2 separate regions of the Mus musculus genome follow, and region 2 is linked to region 1. The links are chromatin contacts, called in public Hi-C maps. All regions are on one chromosome and are shown on one strand. The core of a region is the stretch at or near the end of the contact, and the rest is flanking DNA. Distances in the headings are between cores, read along the strand shown.

The links. A called contact is a pair of places that touch in the nucleus more often than the background predicts.
Region 2: a contact with region 1 is called in a Hi-C map of muscle stem cells, with 2.8 times the contacts expected there. A contact is called at or near these places in 12 of 39 promoter capture datasets (the 3T3-L1 cell line, 3T3-L1-derived adipocytes, cranial neural crest and 8 more), 5 of 484 Hi-C or Micro-C datasets (the C2C12 cell line, cortical neurons, embryonic stem cells and 2 more), 9 of 130 datasets of targeted methods (the NIH/3T3 cell line, astrocytes, embryonic basal ganglia and 5 more) and 1 of 9 other capture datasets (embryonic stem cells).

What each region holds. Positions count from the first base shown.
Region 1 is chr19:28,385,328-28,391,596 of GRCm38.p6, reverse strand. All of the region lies in intron 4 of Glis3 (GLIS family zinc finger 3), which reads left to right. Among named protein-coding and RNA genes, the nearest start is that of Gm35866, 24 kb to the right of the region's middle.
Region 2 is chr19:28,675,600-28,681,889 of GRCm38.p6, reverse strand. D930032P07Rik (RIKEN cDNA D930032P07 gene) reads right to left here and starts at 3,666. Exons shown (of 5, transcript NR_045330.1): 1 at 3,585-3,666. It overlaps Glis3 (GLIS family zinc finger 3), which reads left to right and starts at 1,813. Exons shown (of 11, transcript NM_175459.6): 1 at 1,813-2,294.

The DNA of each region.
Region 1 (6,269 bases), core at 1,112-3,611:
CTCTATAACTCTTAGTCTTGTAGAGAATACTTTAGCACCTCACATGTCACATCAGTCAAAAATCAGTCAGTGTTTTCCTAAAGACAGGAGAGTCTAAGGCGAGCCACCAAATTTTCTTCCCTCTGAGAAGGGGGAGTATCAGCTACATGCCATGGTGCCATAGTATGACCGTGGTGGGGACCATAAGCCCCTTTCTTCCCCATCCCTCCCTTTCAAACCTTGTTTATTCTACTTAGAGGACCAAGATTGTATAGCAAGGTGAATTTAGGCGGTTTATACCTTGGAACCTACTTTGAAACTCATAGTTAATTTTGGGTAATAATTTGTGTTGCCCTCATCTCTTCCCCCATTCCAGTGGCTAGCCTGTCATAAGACATTCACTTGGCAAATAGAAGCTTATAACAAACTGAAGCGTGCTGTCTGGCTTGAGGACTTTGTACTGTTGAGGTGACCTCTGTTTCTGCTCCCACAAATACCTTCACTGTTCCACACTGGGAGCAGGCTTCTGTCCCTCAGCACTGAGCGCCACTGGTCAGTGGAGACTATCCTGTGTACAAAGGATGTTTAGCAGCGTGCCTGCCTGGCACCAGCTGCTCAGAGGAAGTCCTTCTACCTCCAGTACACAGTCATGCTCAATCTAAAACGTCTCCAGTCTCTGATGAAGTCTCTTTAGGGGCAAAGTCACCTTGGTTTAGAGTTATAGTTAAAATATGGCAAACTGATACTCTTTCATTGCAGAATATTACAAGGGAATTACGTTGAATTACGTTGAATTCTTAGGCTGGAAACAAGTTCTCCCCAAATCATAGATTTGTTTGCCTAAATGAAATAGAATGGGAGTTTATTATAAATAAAACCAATCAACCAACCAAAATTGCCTTCTCACAATAGAAAGCCTGTAAGATTAAATTAACTTGGAATTTTTCTTTCTAGCATTAGAAAATTCTCCTTCTGAGTATTTAATACTAACTCTCAACAGTATTGGTAAAATAACAAGGGCCCCGTCCACTCTTCTGTGGTAACGCCTGAGTTAACCAGGAGGGTCTATGCCTAGTAGCAGTGGCTGTTCGATTATGCAGCCCTGTGAACCACCTGTAATAATTGTTTCCCAATTACCTTCATGCCAGCCTTTTGCATTTAGGTGGAGATGAAAACTGAAATAAAATTCCGACTTCCTGGTTCTGTGTGAATGCTGGGCATATTATTCATTTGCAATACAAAGCAGCTGTGTAATTCCAAATGAGATATTCTATCTGTGCTAGCTAGTGTTTACCATCAAGGCACCAAATTATCCCTGAATCTATTTGAAGTTCATTACCCAGCTTTCTCAACTGAGAGCACACTGTGAAAATGCACCCCCCCCCTTAGTTTTATTCAATTTCTAGGCAGTGGGGCTGAACTGCCTACATTTCCAGTCCTGACTTGATTCAGAATGTGACCCTTTGAGACTCCTAATGAGACTGGCCCAGGAGTCAGAAACAAGAGACTTGGGATATTTTTACTTTTACATTAAAATATTGAGTATTTTTGAGACAGGGTTTTGCTATGTAACCCTGGCTGGCCTAGAGCGAACTATGTAAATGATATGCTGGCCTTGAACTCACAGACATCCATCTGACTGTGCCTCCCAAGTGCTGGGACTAAAGGCATATGCCACCACACCCAGCCATATTATTTGGTTAATTAATACACAGGAAACAGTGTTCAAGTCCACTTTCTTTTTGGGAACAGCAACTTTCTAGATGGACCTAATAGCTGTCCTGGGCCTTTGGAGACCACAGTACAGCAAAAGTAGTCATTGACTATCAGGGTCAATGTTATTATGGTCCTGAGACTTTGACTTCCCAGAAACTGGTCCTGATTCCTGTCTTATCAGTTTTGATGAAGCCCCTAAAGTGCCATGCACCTGGTCAGTGTGAGGTGCAACGATCTCTCCTGGGTAGAGACATTGTTCAGTTTCAGACCTTGACTCCACACCTCTTTTTCTCTGGAAATGATAGCTGCCAGGCAAAGGAAGAACAATGCCAAGTCAGTCCCCTTTGAGCTTGTGCAGTACTAATGGGAACCGCAGGCATCCTCTTGTTCAGGGTGAGAATAAGGGTGAGAAAGAGATCGCTGTTTTCAACCTGAGTCTTCACTTTGTGCTGACAAATTAATCACCTGTTTGTGAACCTCTCTGAACAGTAAGGCTCACTGTCAGGTTTGCCAGATCACATGCACTTTTCATTGCATGACATCTTGATGACAAAGGAAATCTAGGGGTGAATGTGAACCTCGAGATGACTCAAGAGTTTGGCTTCCTTTCTGTGACTCAAGCATGGAGAAGTCACTGGTCCCGACTGGCACCCTGTGACACAGAGGAGAGGCAGCCAGGCCTGTGGATGGAGCCAAACACGTTTTCCAAGGGATGGTTTGCATCTAGGCTCTGTGGAGTCATGTTTAAGCTTGTTCATATTTAAATTTCATCCAGACACCCTACTCTGAACCGTAAATGCACCAAATATAATTGCTAATTCAGGTGTTCTTCCCCATAACTAAAGGTTGGATTTCTTTTAGGACTAATGATGAAATGTTTCAATTTCTTGATCTGTCCTGGTTACCACAGTGTGTCCAATTTGCAATAATTAACTGAGTTGCCCTCTATCATTTGTCTGATTTCCTAGGTTATAATACTAGTGTGAAAAGATTTATTTTCAAAGGAATAATGTCAAAATGGAAAATAATTGACAAAAGTTTGTAAAACAGAAAAAAAAAATAACAACTTAGTGACGAAAAGTAGAATCACGGAGTATTGTTGAGATTTCAGATGCCATTTGCATATTTTAATCAAAATCTTTGCAGTCTACATCTTTTGTCTATGATGGTTAAAGGTAGCCTGTCTCACAAATAACATTTTTCTTTGTATGTACAATAATTATTTGGTGCTATCAATCATGAAAACTCCTTTGTTGTTTTGCTGATAGTTTCTTGAGACAATACTGCTGGGTCCTCCTTATCAGCATGTGACTCTAACTGTGCACCATAGCTCACTGACCGTTCAGGTAATAAGTCAGGAGCCAATAAAAGCTAGGCTTCATCCTTAGCCTTACAAGAGTCATGGTGTCCAGGTCCTCCTTACTTTGCCAGCAGAGGTGCAGTTGAAAGCCAATCTCAAGACCATTTATGTTACCCAGATAGCCCAAGAATCCACTTCATGTTTTAGGACACACAAATTTATATTTATGATGAGGAGGCAGGGATAATGAAGATAATCTGAGTTAATGGAAAATAGAATTATAGTTTTAAAAGGAGTATTTGCTTACCACAATACACCGAGTGTTTTCCCCACCTCCTGCCCCTGTCCAGCTCTCAGTTAAACTCTCAAGTGTTAAGGCATCAGTGTGGTATCCCCACATTCTTTACGGTTGTAGACCCATGTAAGTGTACACACAGCCAAGACTTTGTCCTGTAGAAATTGTCATCAGACCACTCAGATTTCTCACCACAGTGTTCCTCTCCTTTGTAGAATAGTACAGACAGCTTTCTAGGTCAGGTCATGGAGCGCCAACACATTCTAAAAAAATTTTTTTGTAGTTTTAATTTTTTTGAGAGTTCCATACAAGAAGAGTACTGTATTTATATCATTTCTATCCTCTCTTTCCAACTTCCAACTCTTCTTGTTTTCACACCAGCATCCCTTGTTTATGACATATATATGGCTGTGTGTGTATAATTACATATATATGTGTATGTGTGTGTGTGTGTGTATATATATATATATATATACACACGTATGTATATATATGTATATACATACATATTATGACATATTAAGTTTATTTAGTCTTGCTCCTGTGTGTAAGTGTTCAAGGCTGACCACTTGGGGATTGGATAACTTACTCGGGGGTTCATCTGTGATGAAGACTGATTGTCACTCTCTTAGAAGCTATTGATTTAGGTAGCTCTTAGTAGCTCTTCCTTTAGGTGTGGAGCTTTGTGAAATTACCCACCTCCATGTTGGAATGTCATAGGGTTGAGATTTCATGGCTGCAACTCCCTGTCTTTCATGTGTGTGTTCGGGGGGTTGAGGGGGGGAGGACATTGTCTTACAGCAGACTTCCCGATTCTCTTTCAATCTTTCTACCTCTTCTTCTTCCATGTTCCCTGAGCCTTAGATATCTTGGTTCATTGTAGCTATATCAGTTGTGGTTGGGCATCACCCAGTCACTTGCTTTCTGTATCTTGATCACTGGTTAATCTCTGAATGGTCTCTGCTGAAAAAGCTACTTTGATGAAGGGTGAGAGCTATACTTAACCTGTAGGTATAAGCATAAATATTTTGGAATGCAGTTAGGAGCAGCCACTGGAAGCTAAGTTAATATATCTATGTATGAACTCTCTCTTGTTTAGCAAGCATTAATTACAATTAGAAAGCTGTTGGTTAACCCCAAGACATAAGTGCCACCATTGCACCCTTACAGACATCTTGCTGAGCTGCTCATTCTTATGGTTCATGGCTTTGAGAACTCTTTGTTGCCTTTCTCCCTAGGCAGCTTGGTTAGCAGCATTGAATACTGTGAGAGCTAGACCTTAGGGAGAAGACTTCCCGACAGTTCCAGCTCAGTTTCTTCAGGTCTTATGTCTGAAGTTTATCCTGCCCTCAGCAACATAGTCTCACCTTCAAGTTCTGAAAGGGAGCCAAGAGGAAAAGCCTATACTGTTTTGGGATTCTCCTGGATTCCTTGACCAACAACTCAAAAGAAGGTTTCTCATGCCTGGAACTGAATTTTTTGTTAGTCTGTGGCTTTTGGAGACTAAGGATGTTTGAAAGCAACATAGGAAAATATAATATCTTATGATTGGCTAGCATATATATATATCATTATGCATATTTACTTATAAGTGTGTAGACATACATATGGTAGAAACAGTGGCATGTAAGGTTAAAATGCTTCTACCACATTCTCCTTAATAACTGCTTCCCAACGTTCAGTACTGAAGACTGAGGCTTCGGCTTCTGCCTTTATAACAAATGAAGCAATAAATATGCCGTGCAGCTTCCTTAAATGCTGAAAGTGATGTTACAGTGGGGTAGAGAGATGTGTTACAGAAGCATCTTCAAGTATATATAATAAGTATAAATGATCTAGCTACAGTTTCTCACACGGGTCCTTACTGATCATCATTAAACACCAAAGATTTCCTGAGGAGCTGTTTTGGTCTTATATTTGATCTAGTAGCCCTCCAGTTGTTTTGAGGGTCCCCCTGAAAAGGTGGACCAGAGGCTGTTTGTAGTTGAGGACAGAAGTGGAGGCTTACTGAAAATGAGCACAAGGACTCTCATTGGGATGATAGCAATGTTCTAAACTGAATTATGATGAGAGCTGAACACCTCAGTAAACATACTAGAAAATCGCTGCATTTCACTTTTAAATCAGATGGATTTTACAGTATATAAATCACACCACACCAAAGTTGCCTAGACTGGTAAAATTTTGAAGCCGTTAGTGTGACTTTTTTTTTTTTTTTATATCATCAATTAGCATCATCTGCGAAAAAGCTTTGCTTCAGTCGAGTCAATTTCAGCCCACCAACACCTGTTTGATTTATTACAGTCTTAGAATTCTTGGAATTTGCTCAATAAATATTTTCTGCTTTTAATTTTATAAGCCTTTCTTGGCTTCTGCCAATTACAACAGTCATTTCTCAGAGAGCATCAAGGAAGCCATTGCTCTATAGCAGTAGTGATGGGTTTTCTCAACCCTGTTCAGTTGTTCGTCGACAGAGGAAGTACTCGGTGTGTTCCAGGTTGTGATCTGTCCACCACAAACAGATCAGCATCCAGGAGAGGGGACGCATCCTGTCCTTACAGCTGGGTTTTACCTTAGAGTGTCAGGAAGGAGATGGAACTGCTGTTTTATCAGCATCACACCTAGCATGGGCAGTCAACTGGCACACCCGAGAAGAGGGAACTTCAGTTGCTGAATCATGTTCAGCAAGATTGGCTCGTGGGGATGTCTGTGGGGCTTTTCTTCATAGCTAATGATGTAGGAGGGCCCAGCCAACTCTGTACCTTACCCTGTCTAGCCAGGTTGTCTGACTTGGTATGAGAAAGGTAGCTGACCTTGAGCCTAGAAGAAAGCCAGGAAACGGCTTTCCTCCACAACCTCTGCTTCAGTTCCTCCCTCCAGGTTTCAGCTTGAACCCCTCCCCCTGCCCTGGTTTCCCTTCTTGTTGGACTGTGACCTATAGGATGTATGACCTATAAGAGGCAAGACATGCTGTCCTCC
Region 2 (6,290 bases), core at 2,417-4,916, 290 kb before region 1:
CCTTTTATTTATTTATTTTACTTTTGGACAGGATGCTTCACTGACTTTGCTACACTGGCAGGCTCCAGGGATCTGGATGTCTACCCCCTCCCCAACTCCCAACCAGTGCAGGAATTTCAAGTGTGTACTACAGCGCTAGACTTTTTAACATAGGTTCTGTGGGTTTGAACACAGGCCCCACACTCTTTTTTTTTGTTTGTTTTTGTTTTTGTTTTTTTTTTTTTTTTTTTGAGACAGGGTTTCTCTGTGTAGCATAGCCCTGGCTGTCCTGGAACTCACTTTGTAGACCAGGCTGGCCTCAAACTCAGAAATCCACCTGCCTCTGCCTCCCAAGTGCTAGGATTAAAGGCGTGTGCCACCACTGCCCAGCCCCAGGTCCCACACTCTTTATATATATTTTTTTTCTTCTTCGTTTTTATTAGATATTTTCTTCATTTACATTTCTTTTTTCCCCAACTTTTTATTAGGTATTTTCTTCATTTACATTTCAAATGCTTTTCCAAAGGTCCCCTATACTCCCCCACCCTGCCCTGCTCCCCTACCCACCCACTCCCACTTCTTGGCCCTGGTGTTCCCCTGTACTGGGGAATATAAAGTTTGCAAGACCAAGAGGCCTCTCTTCCCAGTGATGGCCAACTAGGCCACCTTCTGCTACATATGCAGCTAGAGACACGAGCTCTGGGGATACTGATTAGTTCATATTGTTGTTCCACCCATAGGGTTGCAGACCCCTTTAGCTCCTTGGGTACTTTCTCTAGCTCCTCCGTTGGGGCCCTGTGTTCCATCCAATAGCTGACTGTGTGGTCCCACACTCTTAAGGCAAACATTTCACTCACTGAGCTGTCTCTCTCCAGACCCAGCCTAGCGAGGAGTATCCTAAGCTGTGGCACCACCGAGTTCATTTCATCCACAAAGAGGAATAGAACAAAACTCACTGTACAAAGGCCTAACTGGAGGATGCTGAGTGTAAAATACCCGTTGGATTTCAAGCTGGGAAGTCTTTGCTTTCTGTGGCAATCCACAGTGGGTCCACTAACAGGAGGTCTTTTTGCGAGAGGCTTCTGATGGCTCTGATCGAGCCTGATGGAAGGGCTGCAACTTAGGTGGGATAGAAAGCTGGGGAATGTTGAACTCTAAGAAGAAAGTACCACTGTACACAAGCAAAGTCTGCGAGGTGGGTGTGCCATTCCTCCCAGCCTGCTTGTTTCCCCCTCATCCCCACCTTCTTCTCTTCCTTTTATCCTTTGGAAGATGTCACAGGCATCCTCTCTGCATTCCACAGCCAGTTTTGGAATTGCCACCAGCATCCAATCCCACATATTAGGGTTCCTCCCCCCTCCGTTTTTATCACTTTTCCGTTTCCACTCCCCCCCGCCCCCTTTTACTACAAGGATTTCTCTCTTGATCCATGAGAGTTGACAACAGGTCCTGTTGAAGGGCTGACACTTTTTTAGATTAAAAAAAAAAGGCAAACAAATAGGTTCAGAAAGGTGAAGAGTCGCCCCGCGGTTACCCGCTCTGGAGTTTTATGGGAAGGAGCGTGTGTGCGCGAACGTCAAGAGGGAGACACTGGCTGGCCTGGTGACCAGGAGCCCGCCCCCATCCCTCCCCGCCCCCTCCGGCGCTCACACTCAGGAAGCAGCTGGCTGCGGGCCGGCCCTCGCGGCCGCACACACATCCACACTCCTCGCCTGGCAGCCTCCCTCCCGCCCTCTTCCCCCTTTCCCCTCTCTCCCTGCAGCCGCGTCCCTACTGCGCCGCCGGGGCAGCCCAGAGCGCGGCGCGCAAGGGCACCGGCGCCAGGGTCCGCGCACCTCGGGGCCGCGGCGGGCCCGGGTCCAGGCTCGCACCGGCGCTCTCTAGCCGCGACCCAGCTCAGGCAGCCAGCATCCCGAGCCCGGCCCCTCCAGGCGTCGCCCTCGGCCCCGAGCGAGGATGAGCACCCCGGGCCAGGCATGAAGTCGCCTCTCAACTTTGTAAAGACATGACTGGAGTGTGCCTGTGCGTAGCGCGGACAGGGAGCTGATGCGGAGAGTCGGCCCGCTGCCCTGCCTCCTCCTCCCAGGGCCGCCGCCGTCGCAGCCTCGCGCGGGCACACACACGGCCCTCCGGCCGTAGTTCCGCGCTCCGGCCACGGGCTTGGATGCGAGTTTTCCTTTCCGAAGGAGGCAGAGCCGGCGTGGAGCGCTGAGGGGGCTCAGCCTCCACCCACGCATCGCTAGTGTTGTCACGAGCGGGCTGGCCGGGAGAAGGGACTCGCTCGCCTAGCTTTGTTGTGGAAATCCGGTTACCTGGTAAGTGGATGCCATAGGAACTTTGTTCTGCAGGCGAGGGACAGAGAGAGAAGGCGCTAGAGAGTGTGGGGGCGGTCAAGCCTGGGGACGCAAACTCGGGATTAGAAAGAGTTTCTGCATGCCGGCTTGGTGGCATTCGCACGGGTTTGAGGACAGGAGCACACCAACTCCCCCAGACTCACAGGGCTTCTAGAGACCTAGGCACACCTTACCGAGGCTGATGGCAATACTCATTTAGCCATCAAACTGGCTGTCAGTTACCTAAGAGCGCGGGGTGTAGACAGAAAGGAAACCAACAAGGTGTGGAAGTTTCGTTTATGAGGGAGAGTCTCCGTGCCTTTTAACTGAAAATACAGGTACCAGAAGGTTACACAATCAGGGCCAGATACAGGGCGAGCACCGGGGTCCTACTTAGGGAAACTTTGGCAAAGTGGGGAGTGATGGGACTTTGAGGTCTTTAGCTCACAGTCGGGGTTGTAGTTGTCTTTTCGGCTTCCACGTGTTTATGGGGCGCCACGAAGGCTGTTTTTCACTTCTCCGTCTCATCCAAGTTGGTGTCCCCATTGTTCAGTGAGGTCCTCGGGTTTGGGGGCACAGCTACTAGTTAGGAGCGGTGCATCGACCCGCAGCCGCCAAGTTTTCAACTGTAACCTCCCACGCCACGAAATCGCAGACACATTCAGACACCTAGCACTCCCCGCCGGGTTTGTCACCTCGCGTTTACATTTTTATGGGCCGGGGACAAAATGTCAGCACTGTTTGGGAAATGTCTGTCTCGAGTCCCGCTTCAAGGCTCCGGTCCCTATAAATGACCCTGTGTCTATTTTGAAGTCGGTCGGGATCACTTTCTGGAAAGCGTGAGTGAGCTGTTGGCTCTCCTAGACACACACCTTGCCCCAAGCAACAGTTCCAAGTTACTCACTAGAGCTGACAAGTCACCCGGGGGACGAGAAACTCACCCAAGTGTCTGAAAACCTTGACCAGGGCGGATTTGTCATCCTACTATGGATGATTCAAGTAGGTACCTGGAGGAAACTTTTGGAGGTTTCCTTTTTTTTTTTCTTTTTTTGGCAAAAAGGTTCGTCGAGGTCGCGCCCTTAGATCTGGTAGTGTGTTTGGGAGGCAATAGCAAAACGACACTCGTGGGGGCAGGGAGGGTAGTCGCCCCGTGGTCCGGACAGGGTCACAGTGCAGGGCCCTATGTACCCCAGTGCGGCTCCGGGTGCTTTGGCCAGCAGGGTCCCCCGCAGCCCGGCTTCCTAACTGGCGGCCTTTCAGCCCCTTACTTACTCAGAAAGTGGTTGCACAACAGGAAGCCGGCACGAGTTTGTTTTGTTTTGTTGCGTTCTCTCGCTCGCGCCGCGGGAGGGGGAGGGGGGAGAGCGGGGGCGGTCTGGTTGCCCAGAGCACCGGGAAGGCTCCACTTCACCTCCGGACCCGCCCCTCGCTCACCTCCGGAGATCCCTGAGGCTAGGACCCAAGACCCCCCGCGGGGCAAAGGTGTGTGGGTGTGCCGTGTGTGGGAGGGTGCTGAGGACCCCAGGAGGGGTGTTCACCCACTGTCCCGGGCCGCACATCTTGACCCCGCACCCCTAGCCACTCCTGGTTCCTCTGCTCTGTGTACCTCCCTTCCTGGCTTGTCTTCCTTGACATCCGCTAGGTCCCATGGGATAGAGTGTAGGGGATCACTTCCGGAATTCTCCAGAGCAGTGCCCGCAGGGACTGCACTCCAGCAATTGCAATTGGAGAGGACACCTTTCCAATTCCTTAGAGCTTTAGGACTTCAACATCTCTTGAATTGGGGGTAGTGGTCTCAGGTGGCCCTAGAGTTGGTGAGGAAAGAGAAGTTTATACAGCTCCCCCCAGTGGACCAGTTCTCTGGGTTATGGGACCCAGAGAAAGAACCCCTGCCAAACTTAAGCATCTAGAAAAAACACTGAGGCTCACAGTGGAGAGCATTTCTTGGCCCGAAGGTGAACTCCAGACAAATGCAAACTCTCTTGTGTCCGTTCTGAAGCTTTGATGAGTCACGATTTCTTCATTGGGAAGTAGCCAGGCCCGGTTCCCTAAATGTCTCCGTGCCCGTTGGACTTCAATTTTTAGACTACGTTAGGAATTTTGATTCATTGTAAAAATGAATTTGGGTTAGTTTAAAAATTCTTACTCCTCCTTTTTCTCTTTGGTTTCCTGTGAGGCTACACAAAGCAGGTGCAGCCTGCAAAAGTTTGCAGAAAAACAATGAAGGCTGTCCCTGGAAATGATCTATAGAGAGAGAACTGTGTGAGAGGGCACCCCCCCCCCTTCTCTAGTGAGAACTGCTGACATTTAAGGCCTTTACTAGGATCTGCTACAGTGTTCATTTAGAGGAGCTCCAGCCCCTCCCCCTTGAACTGAAGGAGGCTTTCTTCCCATTCTTATTGCTACTTAGTTCGTGTCTTTTCTTTCCTGTCAGGACTCAGGCCTCCTTCAGAGTGAGTAATTACTTCTGTGTGCTCTGGGTGGATTCCCTGTCTCCTTGCTTCCCTTGAGGTCAGTTCAGGTAGAGTGGCTTTTCTTCACGCCATCGTTGGTCCATCCAATGTTTCCACCAGTTTCATTGGCGATTCTACCAAAGTTCTTCCGGTTAGCAGAGTTTGGATACCTGGAGTTGTCCCGTTTGGAAAGTGACTCTCCTTGGATGGACTCTGGAGTATACCTAGTGGGGTGGATTTTTTGCCTGACCCAAAAAAAAAAAAAAAAAAAATCCCGACTGGGGACAGTTGAATGGCTGGAAGTGATGCTTTGTAAAAGTTCTGCCTTTCTTCATGTGGCATTCAGGATCATTTGATTTTGGAGGACTGCCAGTGTTCTCTCTCACTAGCTCTCCTCCCCGAAACGCGTCCCCCGTTGCCTTTACTACTAGTAAAGTAGGCCTGAGGGCATTCTGTCTATATTGGCATCATAGTTATTGATCACCGGAGTTGGAATGTTAGTTTGTAATTCTCCAAGATGGCAAGAGTTGTTCTGAAGTTGCTGATCCTGGGAAAGGAGCCAGAACCTACTCTTACCCTTTGTGGAGAAGCCATTTCCTGTGTTTTCTGCAATTATTTCTCTATAGAGGAAGGAAGTTATAGTATAAATAAGGTGCCAATACAGGCTTAACTCTTTAATGTTTGGCTGGTTGATAAACTCAATCAGGACTGAAGTAAAAGAAAAAAAGACACATAGGTAGTCTTTGTAACGAAAATACAATTTTATTCAAGGAGAAAGAGGCAAAATGAAACCTTGAACATGGTATTAAGATGAACTGAATTAAAAGATGCCAAAGTTTCAAGTTTTCCTAGTTACCTACTTTAGGCAGAGTTGACACACAGGCCAATATTTTTAATTGAGGTAGAAAAAAATCCATATGGAAGAGCATGCCTGCTAGCTTCATAAACAGGACACAACCAGCTTACAGGCCACACAGACACCTCCGGTGGTGGCCCTTCTTTAAGGCAGTGGTTCTCAACCTGTGGGTTGCCACCTCTTGGGGTGTCACATATCAGATATTTAGATTATGATTCACAACAGTAGTAAAATTGCAGTTATGAAGTAGCAATGAAATAATTTTATGGTTGGGGGGCTCACCCCAACATGAATTATGTCAAAAGGTCATAGCATCAGGAGGGTTGAGAGCCCTAACTTCCCATGTTCTTGTATTTAACAAGTGTCTTGGAATAGTTCAAGCTTTGTTTGATCTGCACACAACTTTATAGTAGGTCAGTTTATTTATTTATTTTTAAAGGAGATGGGAACAGTTTGGCTTAGAGACAGTAGTCAAGTATTATTTAATTTTGATAGAATTAAGGGGAAAATGGGTCATATCTGTACCCGGTGACAGTCTGGTACCAATATGAGTAACAGGCTTGGTGTGACTCCAGATGAGCAGGAAAACTGCTTATAGAGCATGCATTGGTAGCCCTGGTATGCAGGGCCAACACCCCACAGCAAACAGAGCTTGGTTGGAGTCCTGAA